Regions from separate parts of the Gossypium hirsutum genome. Here region 1 is linked to region 2. Evidence: chromatin contacts called from public Hi-C data. All regions are on one chromosome and are shown on one strand. The core of a region is the stretch at or near the end of the contact, and the rest is flanking DNA. Distances in the headings are between cores, read along the strand shown.

The links. A called contact is a pair of places that touch in the nucleus more often than the background predicts.
Region 1: a Hi-C map of leaf shows a contact between it and region 2, with 1.8 times the contacts expected there. The contact joins the promoter of LOC121210213 here to the promoter of LOC121203111 in region 2. A contact is called at or near these places in 2 of 34 Hi-C or Micro-C datasets (both in leaf).

The regions. Positions count from the first base shown.
Region 1 is chrA02:100,080,862-100,087,595 of Gossypium_hirsutum_v2.1, reverse strand. LOC121210213 (violaxanthin de-epoxidase, chloroplastic) reads right to left here and starts at 2,941. Exons shown (of 3, transcript XM_041082323.1): 1 at 2,489-2,941; 2 at 788-2,135; 3 at 333-704. The coding sequence starts at 2,797. The coding sequence ends at 825. It overlaps LOC121217059 (U5 spliceosomal RNA), which reads left to right and starts at 580; the gene lies at 580-696. It also overlaps the pseudogene LOC121210197.
Region 2 is chrA02:99,765,397-99,772,190 of Gossypium_hirsutum_v2.1, reverse strand. It overlaps LOC121203111, which reads left to right and starts at 4,295. Exons shown (of 10, transcript XM_041082260.1): 1 at 4,295-4,650; 2 at 5,120-5,215; 3 at 5,394-5,468; 4 at 5,967-6,035; 5 at 6,418-6,494; 6 at 6,580-6,668; 7 at 6,753-6,794. The coding sequence starts at 4,447.

The DNA of each region.
Region 1 (6,734 bases), core at 1,692-4,191, 320 kb before region 2:
GTGCCATATCATCACACTTATATATATTTTTAAATTTAGGAACCAAAATGAATCTAACTCAAGTTTAAGTATCAAAATAAATTAAAAAAAATACACTAAAATAAATTTAATTGTCAAGTTTAAGTGCAAAAAATTATATTATCCCGGAGGAAATGGCGTACAGGCAAACTTTGCTAAAATCTATAGGTTTAAATTCTTTTATTTATTTATTTCTGAGAAACATTTTATTAAATTAACAAAATAATTTAAGTAAAAGATTACATTCATTTCAAAATCTAAATATTTCAAAGAAAAGTAGGAGATATATTTATTCAAACAAGACAAAAATCCAATAAAAACAAACATAGGATTAGGAATTTATTGTACCATATTAGCTTATAAAATTAGAGGATTAAAAAATGAGAGGAAAACGTTATAGAAAAGTGTGAAATTTAGCAGAGGAGTGGAGAACTGCAGGCCCCTAAACCCTAAAAACAGTCGAAATTGGAGGAAAAGGATCCCACATCGCCTCAATACATAAAACAGCATCCCAACCCACTTCCATAAATTAAAGAGCTAATGGAGATATAAAAATCAAGGAGCCGTGCGGTGAGCACAAAGCGAACTATTCTTTCGCCTTTTACTAAAGAATACCGTGTGCTCGCGGCTCTTAGCGGCATACGCCTATTTTTGGAGGGTGGTTCTATATGGAACGCCTCTATCAACTGTTAGTGAAAGACTTTAAAATTTAGTTTCAGGTATTAAAAATGAAAAAATCAAAATATCACATTCTAACTTCGAAACTCACCTATTCACTCTAGGAATTCATGAACATTAGGCCATCCTTAAACTGAGCTCCAGCTCTGGTCTTTTGCATCAACCATTGAATGTAAACTTGAACCTTCTGGAATTCCTAATGGAGGATCTTGGCATGCACAGTTATCAACCGTATATAATTCCCATTCCTTAATTCCACATTTCTCCAAAGCTGAAGATAATCTGTTGTTCTGTGTCTGTTTAGGGTATGTCCCATCCGGACTAACCAGCACTGCTCCAGTATACGATTGTCCGGCCACTCGTGCTGCCCCATGGTAATGGAACAGACCCCAGCTAAAATTTTCTGATACATCTACGATTGTCCAATACTCGTTCGAAACAACCCCGTTATCCAAGACACTGAAGTAAAATGTCCCTGGAACGTTTGCTCTCTTGACTCGATATTTACGACGCCTCCAAACCAATTCTCCTTCTAAAGTTTTAACCTGAAAAACTGGCTCGTACCAAAACGATCCCTTCGCCTTTCCCCTGTAAAATAGCTGGTACTGACATGGGAACTGATCATAGGCTGGGTTCTGTCCTGCTACGACTCGCCAACTCCAATCCAAACTCCCCAACCAACCAACAAATAAATCTTTGGCGGTTTCATGGCACAAGTCCTTCCCTCGAAACTTAAGCATAGGCTGCACGTACGGCTTTTCGGGGATCTTCGCATCTAAATCAAGACAATTGTTTTTCTGAAGAACACACAGAGAAAATGCTTCTAGTTTCGGACTTTCAAATGAAGCAATACACCGATAATTACACACCTGATCTACAGGGCTGCATTTGTTCAAGCATTGAAGTGCTTTCCTACAATTCGGATCCATAAGACAATCCAATATCTGAGGTCCACAATTCTTCACCATACAGTTCAGGGTTGAAAAGCCCTTTGATCTCAAGTTCTTCAAGACCGGGACTGGCTGAATATAAGCATTGATAATAACCAACAAACAGAACCTTATATCGTCAGAATTACACCGGTCCCATGCCTCCGATACGGTTTGCACAACTTCCTTTGTTTCATCTGTTTTCTTCAGTTGAGAAATTCCCACCAATTTGTCAAAGATACTTCCTTTCATTTCACTGTGGACATAAGAGCCTCCTAATTTGTTAACCAAACCCGGATCGGATTCAAAGCAGATTACGTTAGGGATGTTTCCGCTATTTGTCCCAATCCATTTCACCGAGTCTTGATTAGTAACAGCTACAACTAGCAAAATATCTGCACAAGCCAATTCCTTTTGCAGATCCATGGCTGTTTGATCATTAGATTGATGGAAATTGTCAGGGAAAACAACCATTTCATATCCTTCATCCACCCATTTCAATCTTTTTGCCTGATCAGTAGCATAAACAATCAAGAAACCATATATAATTCCCAAAATAGCACTATCAAAATTCCAGTTGCTCAATAAAAAAGTCCATTAATGTAAATGCAACACTACAAAATAAACTGATAGCTTTTTAGGTTCAATTGCAAGTTTTGCTACACTAAATTAATTTACTATCAATGTTAGTAAAATTGTAAAATCATAGACTCTTTTTTTCTTTATTTTTTTGTCGAAATTTTAAATCTATATGAAAAAAAAGATTTTCCAAATAACTTTCAAAATCTTAAACAAAAAGTAAAATGAGAACGAAAAAAAAATGAATTTGAAGAAAATATCAAGTAAAAAATAGTAACACTTACGGTGTGCATCATAACCTCCTCCCAGGGGGTGCATTTTAATGGGCTGACGCTTCCTTGGCCGACCACTGCCACAATCCTTACCGGCGGGTCTTTTTGCTCCGTCACCGCATTTTTTTCCTTCTCCGTCTTTAGAACCACAGTAACAGTTGGTCTAGAGCTGGAAGTCGGATGAAGTGGAAAACGAGAGGCTCTGAATCGATGGTTTGGCGGAGATAACGCGGTGCGGATGGAGGTGAAGCAGCGTTTGAGCGGAGCACCGGTTTTGGATTTGGATAGAGGTGGAGGCGGAGGTTCCAGAACCAAGCTCATGACTTTACGGGCTTGAAAGGTAAGAGTGGGAGGGAGAGTTACTTGGAACGCTAAACTAAGTAGGATTGAAAATGGTGGTTGGTTGTTAGAGGAGTGTAGAACCCGCCCGCCTTTTCCAACTTGCTAGAACCGGCGTTTCAATACGTGGCGTGTTTCTGTTGAAGGATATGTTAACATACGCTCCGGTCCTCTTAATTTTAATATTAAACAAATTGATCCCTCGAAAAAAAAGATGAAAATAATTTAATCCTGTAAATTTTGAAAGTAAGCAACTAAGGACAATTAATAAAAGCAATAATATTTTTAAACAATTTTACATGAATTTGACTAGTATAATAACAAATTTAGCTCTGATAATTTACACATTCTATCAATTTGATCATAATTTAATAAATTTAACCCACAATATTTTTGCAAATATGTAAATGTTTGAGATTAAATTTGTTGAATTTTTTAAAATCAAACTCAAATTAAAAATATATATATATGTAAACATTGAGGGATAAATTTGTTACTATATCAAAATATATATATTGTGGGTTAATAAATTTAACCCACAATATTTTTGCAAATATGTAAATGTTTGAGATTAAATTTGTTGAATTTTTTAAAATCAAACTCAAATTAAAAATATATATATATGTAAACATTGAGGGATAAAATTGTTACTATATCAAAATTATACACAATTGACGAAAGAGAGACTAATTGACAGTTTCAAAATTAAGAGAGACTAGAGAAGTGTTTTACCCTCGAAATATTAATTCAGAGAAGTTAAATTCTGTTATTAGTCCCTGCACTATCCTTAGATTGTAAATTTAGTATTTATGTCCTAATTTTATCAAATTTAATCCCTATAATTTATAAAATTTGAAATTGAAGTGAATTAGAAAGTTGTGTACTTAAGTGAGCAGTGGTTTGGTGTGGATTATGTTGTAATTTAAAAATATAAAGTTTGAAGTTAGTAATAACATTGAATTTCACCAATTCTGAATCAGATTGGATTGTGTGTATTTCAGCATCACCCACTTTACAGAAGGCATTGCCCGGCGGCTGCATCATCGCAAACGTCAATTCTCAATTCCAATTGTGTATTATAAAAAGAAAACCATAGCAGCCTCTTAAAGATTCTAATCCCATAACTTGTCCATTGGTAAGGTTCATAATAATAAATATTGTTGCACAATCAAATTCTCTATTTTATATGTATTATCTCTATTAATATATTTGTGTAAAATTATTTTAATTTTACATTTTTATATGATAAATATTTTAAGAATGAAGAAATAATAGAGGATACACGCGATTATCACTAAACTTGGCTACAAACTTGTGAATCGTCGTATCCTCGTACTTTTCACAAATGCCAGGGGATGAATGAAATGCATAATCCAATCTTCGAAACCTTTCGTGTATATATATATATGTACAGACTATTTTAACTTAAAAAGCATTTTCAATTGAGCGGGGCGTCACCGCAAACGTCACATTTTCAACTCCAATTATTACTTCTTCTTTTTTTGGTGTGTATAAGAACCCATAGCAGCCTCTGCAATTATCCTCATTCCATTAACTGTCAAGTTATAACTAGAATACCGACTCATCATCTGTCCTTCAATGGCGGACCAACAACAACAACCCCCCCAAGTCCTCTTAGTAACTTTCGCTTCTCAAGGCCACATTAACCCTTCCCTTCAATTTGCAAATAAACTCATCAACAGTGGTGTCCACGTCACGTTGATGTCGGTTTCTTCCATGATTCACCAATTCAACAAAGCTTCACCTGTCCATGGCTTGTCCTACGCCTATTACTCCGACGGCTATGACCATGCCTTTCAACTTTCCGGTGACACGAATCATTACCTGTCCGAGACAAAGCGTCACGGTACTCAATCCTTGAGAGAGTTTCTTGCTGATCAAGGCACTAGGTTCACTTCCATTGTTTACTGTACTCTTCTCCCTTGGGTGGCAACGGTGGCTCGTGAGTTTCACATCCCAGCCACCCTCCTCTGGTTCCAACCTGCTTCTCTTTTGAACATCTGTTACCATTACTTCAAGGGATACGATGAGATCATTACCAAAAACATCGATGACCCCACGTTTACAGTTCAGATGCCGGGGCTGCCACCGCTTTCTCGCCATGATTTACCTTCCTTTTTCATCCCGTCCAATCCACAAGCTATGCCACTCTTAACCATGAAAGAACATGTACAAGTTCTTGACCAAGAGACCAACCCCAGAGTTTTACCAACCCCAGAGTTTTAGTTAACACGTTCGACCTATTAGAAACTGAAGCCATAAAAGCGGCTGACAAGTGGTACAGTATGGTCGGAATCGGACCACTAATGCCAAACCTTGCTGAAACATCCATGGGAGGTGATCTTTTCAAGGTCACAAAAGAGCATAAAGAAATGGAATGGCTCAACACAAAGCCTGAAACATCAGTCATTTATGTCGCATTTGGGAGCCTTTCCACATTGGCTAAACCACAAATGGAGCTACTCGCGAAGGGGTTGCTTGAAACTGGGCGTCCATTTTTGTGGGTGATAAGGGAAAGTACTGATGAACAAGAAAAGGATTCATTGAGTAGGTTAAATGAACTGAAAAAGATAGGGATGATAGTGCCATGGTGCTCACAAGTGCAAGTTCTTTCCCACCCATCGATCGGATGTTTTTTAACACACGGTGGGTGGAACTCGACGTTCGAAAGCTTGGTTTCAGGGGTACCTATGGTGACATTTCCTCAATGGGTAGACCAAGGAACCAATTCCAAGCTCGTCCAAGATGTATGGAAAACAGGTGTACGTCTAAGACAGAATGAAGATGGAATGGTTGAAGCTGGTGAGATAAAAAGATGCTTGGAAATGGTGATGGGAGGTGAAGAAATTAGAAAGAATGCCAAGAAATGGAAGGATTTGGCTAAAGAAGCTGTGGAGGAAGGAGGGACTTCATATAACAACATTAAAGCTTTCGTGGAAGAGCTTACAAATAAATAAAATAATTCCAGTTATTTTATATAAAATAAATAATTATAAAATTTTAATTTAGTTCCAGACCTGATCTAATATTGTTAAAAATGAAATACGATAATTGAGTCGTTATTTTATAAATTTTGTTTGGTGTATTAAATACATATTTTTATTTTATATTTCGAATATAGTGAAATTTTTATTTCTTTAAAAATGAATCGAGAAGATTATTTGATGTTTAGGTTTTTTAATTAATCTTAAGTATATTATTAAAATTTTTATATTAATATTGAAATCTTCACCTTTTCTTAAAGCATTGCCACTTCAAAAAAGACACGAATGATCAAAAAAACATAAAAAGGAATTAAAAACATCAAAATTTAATCATTGCAAAAAAGCTATATTTTTAAACCAACCTAATTGGATTTCTTAAAGTCCTAACTCCGTCTTTACTTTGTTGGGATTATTTACAACAAGAATATCTAGAATTTACTTCAAATATATCCAAATAATATTGTTTCACTCACTCATGGATGAAAAATAATATAATATAATATTTTTAAATATTATTATTAAAAGTAATAAAAATATTTGAAAATCTTTTTGGATGTAAGAGAAAAATTTTAAATTTTATTAAAGTGGTTGAATTTGTGAAAATAAATATTTTTCCTCTTTTTATGCCAATAACAATATTATACCAATTAAATTAAAATTTAATTAATTTTTATCTAATCACATGATCTATACCAAGTTCACAAAAAAAAAATCTATGATATATGGGTCTCTATGATATTTTACCAAAAATAACAAAATAATAGAAAAGAGCAAAGTAAAGACTAGGGCTGACAACCGAAATGGAAATATGGGCACGCTCAAGGCTTTAGGATTATAGGAATTATATTATGGGTTGGGTTTTAAGATAATGGGTTTAGATTAAGTTATAAAATTTTGAATAAAGAATGGGCTCC
Region 2 (6,794 bases), core at 3,046-5,545:
TTCATAAAAATACAAACATAACATATATTCGCAACACCTAGCACTTTATATTTCAATTCACTATCATTAAGCACTTTACTTTCTTATAACACTTCACTTAAATATTTTATGCACACATAATAACTTTTGAATATTTTACAATTTAGTCCTTAAATTTATAAAAATCCAATAATTATTATATCACTTTACACTTCATTACTATCACATAATACTTCATTTAAGTCTTTAATCACAATATTGGTTCCACAGAACACCTTTTATATACTTTATAATTTAGTCCTCTCTATAGTAATTTCACTATACTACATCTATTCACTTATCAATTTATGATAGATAAATAAATTTTAACTCTTTATAATTTAATCCTTAGTTTCATGAAATTCACTAATCACTAAATTATCACTTTACCATTTCTTACATTACTAACATACATTTATTTATATATTCACTAATATATTCAATATTCATAATCATATCTTCTTCTTTTTTCATATTAAAATTTTAAATACTCAAAACATTCAAAATAAAATAAACAAGCTTAAATTTAATTAAGTACTTACTTTTTTTTTTAATTTCCACTTGAATTCAACCTTTCTTCTTCACTTTTCTCTATTTTCTTTTATTTTCTCCTTCAACTAATTGTTTTTAATGTTACAAAATGACCTCATAACACTTTAAAACATGAAATTAGACTATAATTTTAAAGAAAAACTCAAGAAAAATAAATGAGAAATTTTGTTCTTCCTTTTCTCTCTCTCTCTCTCTTCGTTTTCTTTCTTTCTTCTCTTTTTCTCATTCTGTCGTCCCTCTTTCTGAAAAAATAAGAATTATCTAAATCTTTCTTTCATTTTCTAATTTTTATTATATAACTTTTTAACTACCAATCATGTAATAACATATTTCCACCATTAATCATTACCTTTTCCTTAAACTTTGCGTATATGATACTTTGGGATTGTAATATCATCATTATGCTTCTACTTATTAATTAAAATCATAAAATTATAATTTGGTCCCTCTCCCATAAAATGGATAGTTCATATACTTTTTTAATTTATTCAATTTAGTCACTAACTCAATTTTCTATATTTGTGAATACATATTCATGCCACATCCTAAAAATCATATTTATGAAAATTTTCATCCTTTCTGAAAATAGTAAATTTACAATTTTAGCTCTCCAACTTTCAAAAATATTCAATTTAGTCTTTATTAAATTTCATTATTCATACTTTCTTCCAAATTCTTAATTCACCTTGAAAATACTTGTCTTTTCTTAAAAACTAAAATTTTAGGTATTACAAATGATATTCTTATATATAAATCTATGATATAAAGGCTGGAATTATTTTGATTCTCCTCATTCTCATTATAAAAAAAATCATTTTAGTTGTTAAATGCTTTTATAAGTTTTAACTTTGTTTTTTCTTTCTTTTTTTGTTAAAACCAGAGTATTCAATGCTAATAAAAATGATTAATTCCCTTGTCCTGAATACTCTTTAAATAGGTAAACGGTTGACCATGAAATGTGCTCTATTTTTATGGGTAGGGATAGAACCTACAACCTCATGGTTACGGTTAAGGGATGAGGTGATTTTAATAAAAATAGAAATACATTTGTGGTATTAACATTTAATCATTTAAACTCCATATCACATATAACTAATCTTCGTGACGGTTGGATATATCACCTTGAATTTATCATTAAAAACAAATAAAAAGTATACTAGATTATGGCATACTCACAATTTGGGTAAAAATAAAAGTATGTAATAAATATATTTATAAAAAATTTGATATAAATAACAAATGAAACTTTGATTGAATGAAAACTTTAAACATTTGAGTTTAAATTATATTATTTTTATTTTTATTTTTATTTTCTATATAAACGATATAACATGGAATAATATATATTACTTTATAAAATAAGAATATATTTTTTTATTATTCAATTGAGTTAATGTTTGATTGAATTATGACACCAAACACAGTTTAATATTGGTAAACATATATAATAAAGAAATTTTAATATAACAAAATTCAACTACTTTGTTAGGAATGCCATTTTCCATTTGATTGTCAAATCAAAATTTTAATTTTATATAAAATAATATTTGGAATACTTTTATTATTTATACTAATTATAATATATTTGACTCAATTCAGTGATACAAATTAAGCGAGAATAATTCAATTCATGAAATTACAAATAAAAAGGTATAAAATTATAATATTTAAAATGAAATAGAGATGCTTGTATATGTTAATTTTTCATTTTTCTTGAAAATAACCCACCATCTTTTTAAGTAAAAAACTTTTTATTTATTTTTAGTAAACTATATCATTAATCACTAAATTATGAGTAAATTTTTGTTTTGGTCATTTCATTAAAAAGTTACAATTTGGTCTCTAATGTTTTTGAAATTATTTTTTTTGGTCACCCGATTCTTGAGTGACACTATTTTAATTGGTATAATAATAATTTTAGTCCTTAGTTTTTATACTATCTGTCAATTTGACCCTGGTTATATATAAAATGATAAAAAAAATTTAAATTCTTTTTAAAATTTTAAAAAATTCTAAAAATTAAAAATAAAATGAAAGTAGATTAAATTTTCAAATATAGATAAAGTGAGAGAAACTGAGGGAAAATTATTTCTAGACCCTCTAAAATTTCTCTCTGTTTTGTCTGTATAGAAATATCCAATATCCATTCTTTAAAAAACATAGAAAATACTGAAGACATTAAGCAAAATTATTCATTCTTTGTTTTTGTTATCTCTTATGTTTCTTGACATAGCTTTTTCGTTATACGAAAAAAATCAAAATATAATTTATTTTTAAATTTGGGTTTTGGAAAAATAATTTAAATGAATTAGAAATTTTGAATTGAGTCAAATAAAAGGAAAAATTTTGATATTTTTTGGCAAATAAATAGCATGAAAGTCAATTGCACACGTCTATGTAATATCATTTCTAGATGTTGTTCAAAGGTATGAAACTCAACTAGAAGATATTACTAATTTGATTTTGAGAAACATTGAAAAAGCTTGTAATGATTTAATCCTTTTTTTGTTTTGTTTTTAATTTGTTATTGAATTCTATAGAATGATAATGGTCTTTATTTCCCATACATATTAGTTCTTTAACAAAAAAATATTTGAAATTTTATTTTTCTAGAATTTTTATATAGTATTTTCTATTTTTTAAATAATTTTGATTTTTTATCATTTTTATATAGAATTAGGGTCAAATTGAAAGAGAATATAAAAGTTGAGGACTAAAATTGTTATTATACCAACTAAAAAAGTGTTACTTAAAGGTTGAGTGAAAACATTAGTAACCAAAATGAAAATTTACCCATAGTAATAGTGAAATTTATCCTTTATTTTTTATAACAAACCAAAATTCATTTTTACTATTGTTTTTAAAATTAATCTACAAAAGTTATTTGTAATGAAAAGACATGTTACACTTTTAAAGGAAAACTCAAATTTAACTTTTGAAAACGAAATTGTTTGGATAGCAACAAAAAAACTTGAATAACTATTTTTTTGTAAATAGCTACCACTTTATTTTTTAAATTTTATTTTTTGGTAGAATCAATGTATTATTCATATTTATTTTACAATTCATGAAATATTAATTTTTTAAGGGTTTATGGTTGTCCCTCCTAACAACGTCATATTTTATGGTGTGTCATAATCTAATTGTTATTATTATGGTTAACTAGTAGGTGGTTAAAAGAAATGTCATTTTTTTCTCCAAGTATTTAAATTGAGTTTGAATCCTTAGATCATCATTATTTTTGAAAATAAATATAATTCTGACCCAAACAAAATTAGTTGTAGACCATAAAACAAATCTCAATACCCATAGTTATATAAAAATAGGTCAAAATTTGTAGTTAGTCCCTATACTTCTATAAAATTTGAGATTTAATTTATGTACTTTTAAAATTAAAAATCCAATCCTATAACTTAGTCAATTGAAAAGTCCTCGTCCAAATCATCATGGTCATTGATAGTTTATGTCAGAATTTCTAACTTAGTATGTTTATTTTTATGAATCATATGTCATAAGAAGAAGACAAATAGAAAGATTTTAAAGAAAAATACTAACATATTTATTTTCTATCATTCATATATGTTATTAACTAAATCTCAAATTTTGTCAAACTACAATAATGTATATTAACCTAAAAATATTTTATGGCCTTTGATAAAAATGTTGAAACGAATATGAAAAAAAAAAAAAGGGCCATTAAGCTTAGCCAACGTGGTGCAAAAATAACGTTACCTTGCGCTAAAACCCAGCGAATCTTATCCACTCTTTGTAAGTCACTGCAGCATTTTTTCCTTTTCTTTTTTTTTTCATTTCTTAGTTCTTAAGTGAAACATAAAAGGAAAAAGGAAGAATAAAGAAAAGACAACAACAAAGACAATGTTGAATGTGAATAGCATGGCTTCTCTGTCAAACTCAAAGCTTCCATTTCAATATTTCCATTATTATAATAAGCATTCCAGCAAGTGTTTTAAGGTATTAACACCCAGGAAATCAGAGCTGCAACTGCAAATTATAAGGGCTTCTTCTTCAGCTGCTGCTCCTGATGTTGATCTCAACACCCTTGAATCTGCCATTTCCAAGGTTTATTATTCTTTTCTTTCCTTTTTATCAATTTCTTTGCCCTGGCTTGAAACTATTTGAAACTGGGTGTTTAACTTCGGGTTTAGTTTTTTTTTTCTTTTTAAATGAATTAACCTGCTTGTCATTATCATTTGATGGTTGATGAACTATTTGAGATTGCGTATCATTTACAAATCATATATATATTCACCATGTAAGAGGATACCCACTAAGCATCCATAGCTGATTGGTTAAAGCGTTCAACTTATAATTGAAATAAATTCGTAGGTTTAATTCCTACTAAATGCACGTTAATGGGACCCTTCAATAAATCTATTGGAATTTACCCTATATCAATCGAATTTATATATATATGAGATTGGAATTATATACACTGGTTTTCTCTTTTTGCAAATTAGGATATGTGTATGTTTGAACTTGTAAATCCTTTATAAGGTAGTTTGATATGTATGTATATGTTTTGGTTTAGAAAGACAGTGAAGCTGTGAAAGAAGCACTTAATGAGCTGAGTGAAGTTGGATGGGCAAAGAAATGGAGTTCACAGCCGTATGTGTCACGTCGTATGGTCAGTCTCTGATATCAAGTCTGAAGTTATGGGAAAAAGTGATCACTCAAATGTTACCCTGCATACTCATATGCATACGTGTACATGTATACCATACATCTTATCTGTTCATTGCTGTATATATAAATATTTAACCGAGCAAATTAAAGGGGCTTGACTTTGAGATTGTTTGCATCAGACATCTCTTAGGGAGCTGACCAGCCTTGGTATTAAAAATGCAGAAAACCTTGCAATTCCAAGTGTTCGAAATGATGTAAGTATCACAATGCTCATCTTCTAGTTGGGATAATATCATTCTACTCAGGATAATATCATTCTACTTACCTTCCTCATATTTTGGAGTCAGTAGGCTGAGAAGCTCTCACAATGCATATCCTTCACCTAATCGAGTTTTATTTCTGAACTTGGAACTCAATTTGAGATAAAAACAAATTAAGTTCATTTTCTTAGTAAAAAATGAATCTGATTCCAAAACTAAATGTCAACTTGATTATTTGAGTTTGAGAGATTTTTGAATATTAAGTAAAAATGATTTAAAAAGAAAAGCTGCAAGCTACTCAAATCAAGTATTAAGATACTCGAACTTTTGGAGCATAGCTTTTCAAATTAAACCCGAAAGACGTGTGAATACACAATGTCTCATTTACACCTTAGTCTAACCGGAATTTCATCACATAAAGCAATCTTCACATGGTTAAAACATTAATTTCAAATTGCAGTTCATGTATTTGATATGTTTCAGTTGTAACAGGCAGCATTTCTTTTCACAGTTGTTGGGACAACAGGGTTTTTGGGAGTTCTTGCTGGCCAGCTTCCTGGGGTAATTTTAGCTATATATATATATATATGTTCTCTTTTATCTTTGTTTTTCATTTACTTTTCTTTTGCCTATATTTTTTTTAAAATAATGCTTTTAAAATATGAATTATGCGTTGAACACATAATTCTTACTCTTAAAAAAAGTGCACTTATGCATGGAATAGCCTTACACTTTTTATCCCAAAAACTTAAACTACTAAGAAATAATTCAACTATTATATTTAAGTTTTGAATAGCATTATTTACTTATATTTGTATTGGCATTGTTTTCTTTGATGGAGCTGTAAGATTCCAAGGTGGTAATATGTATGAAAAAAAAAAAGAGAGAAAAGTAGAGAAGTTCTTGCTTTTAACTGGTTTTCCGGTTCACACTTTGCCTACAGGATTGGGGTTTCTTTACACCATATTTAATTGGGAGCATTTCTTTGGTCGTTTTGGCAGTGGGGAGCATTTCACCAGGGTAATTAAGTCTAATGCAATTTTTCCTATCCCATGGTTCCAACAATTTTGGTTTACAAGTAACGGTCATTCATTTGCTCCTACAGACTTCTTCAAGCTGCCATTGGAGGCTTTTCATCATTTTTCCCTGATTACCAAGAAAGGATTGTTAGACATGAAGCAGCTCATTTTTTAAGTAATCCCTAATCACGTATAGAATCTAGTGACGTGTGCCTGTGCATGTATATATTCATTCATAATCTTTTCTCTTTGTATGTAGTTGGTTATCTGTTGGGCCTTCCTATCCTGGGGTATTCACTGG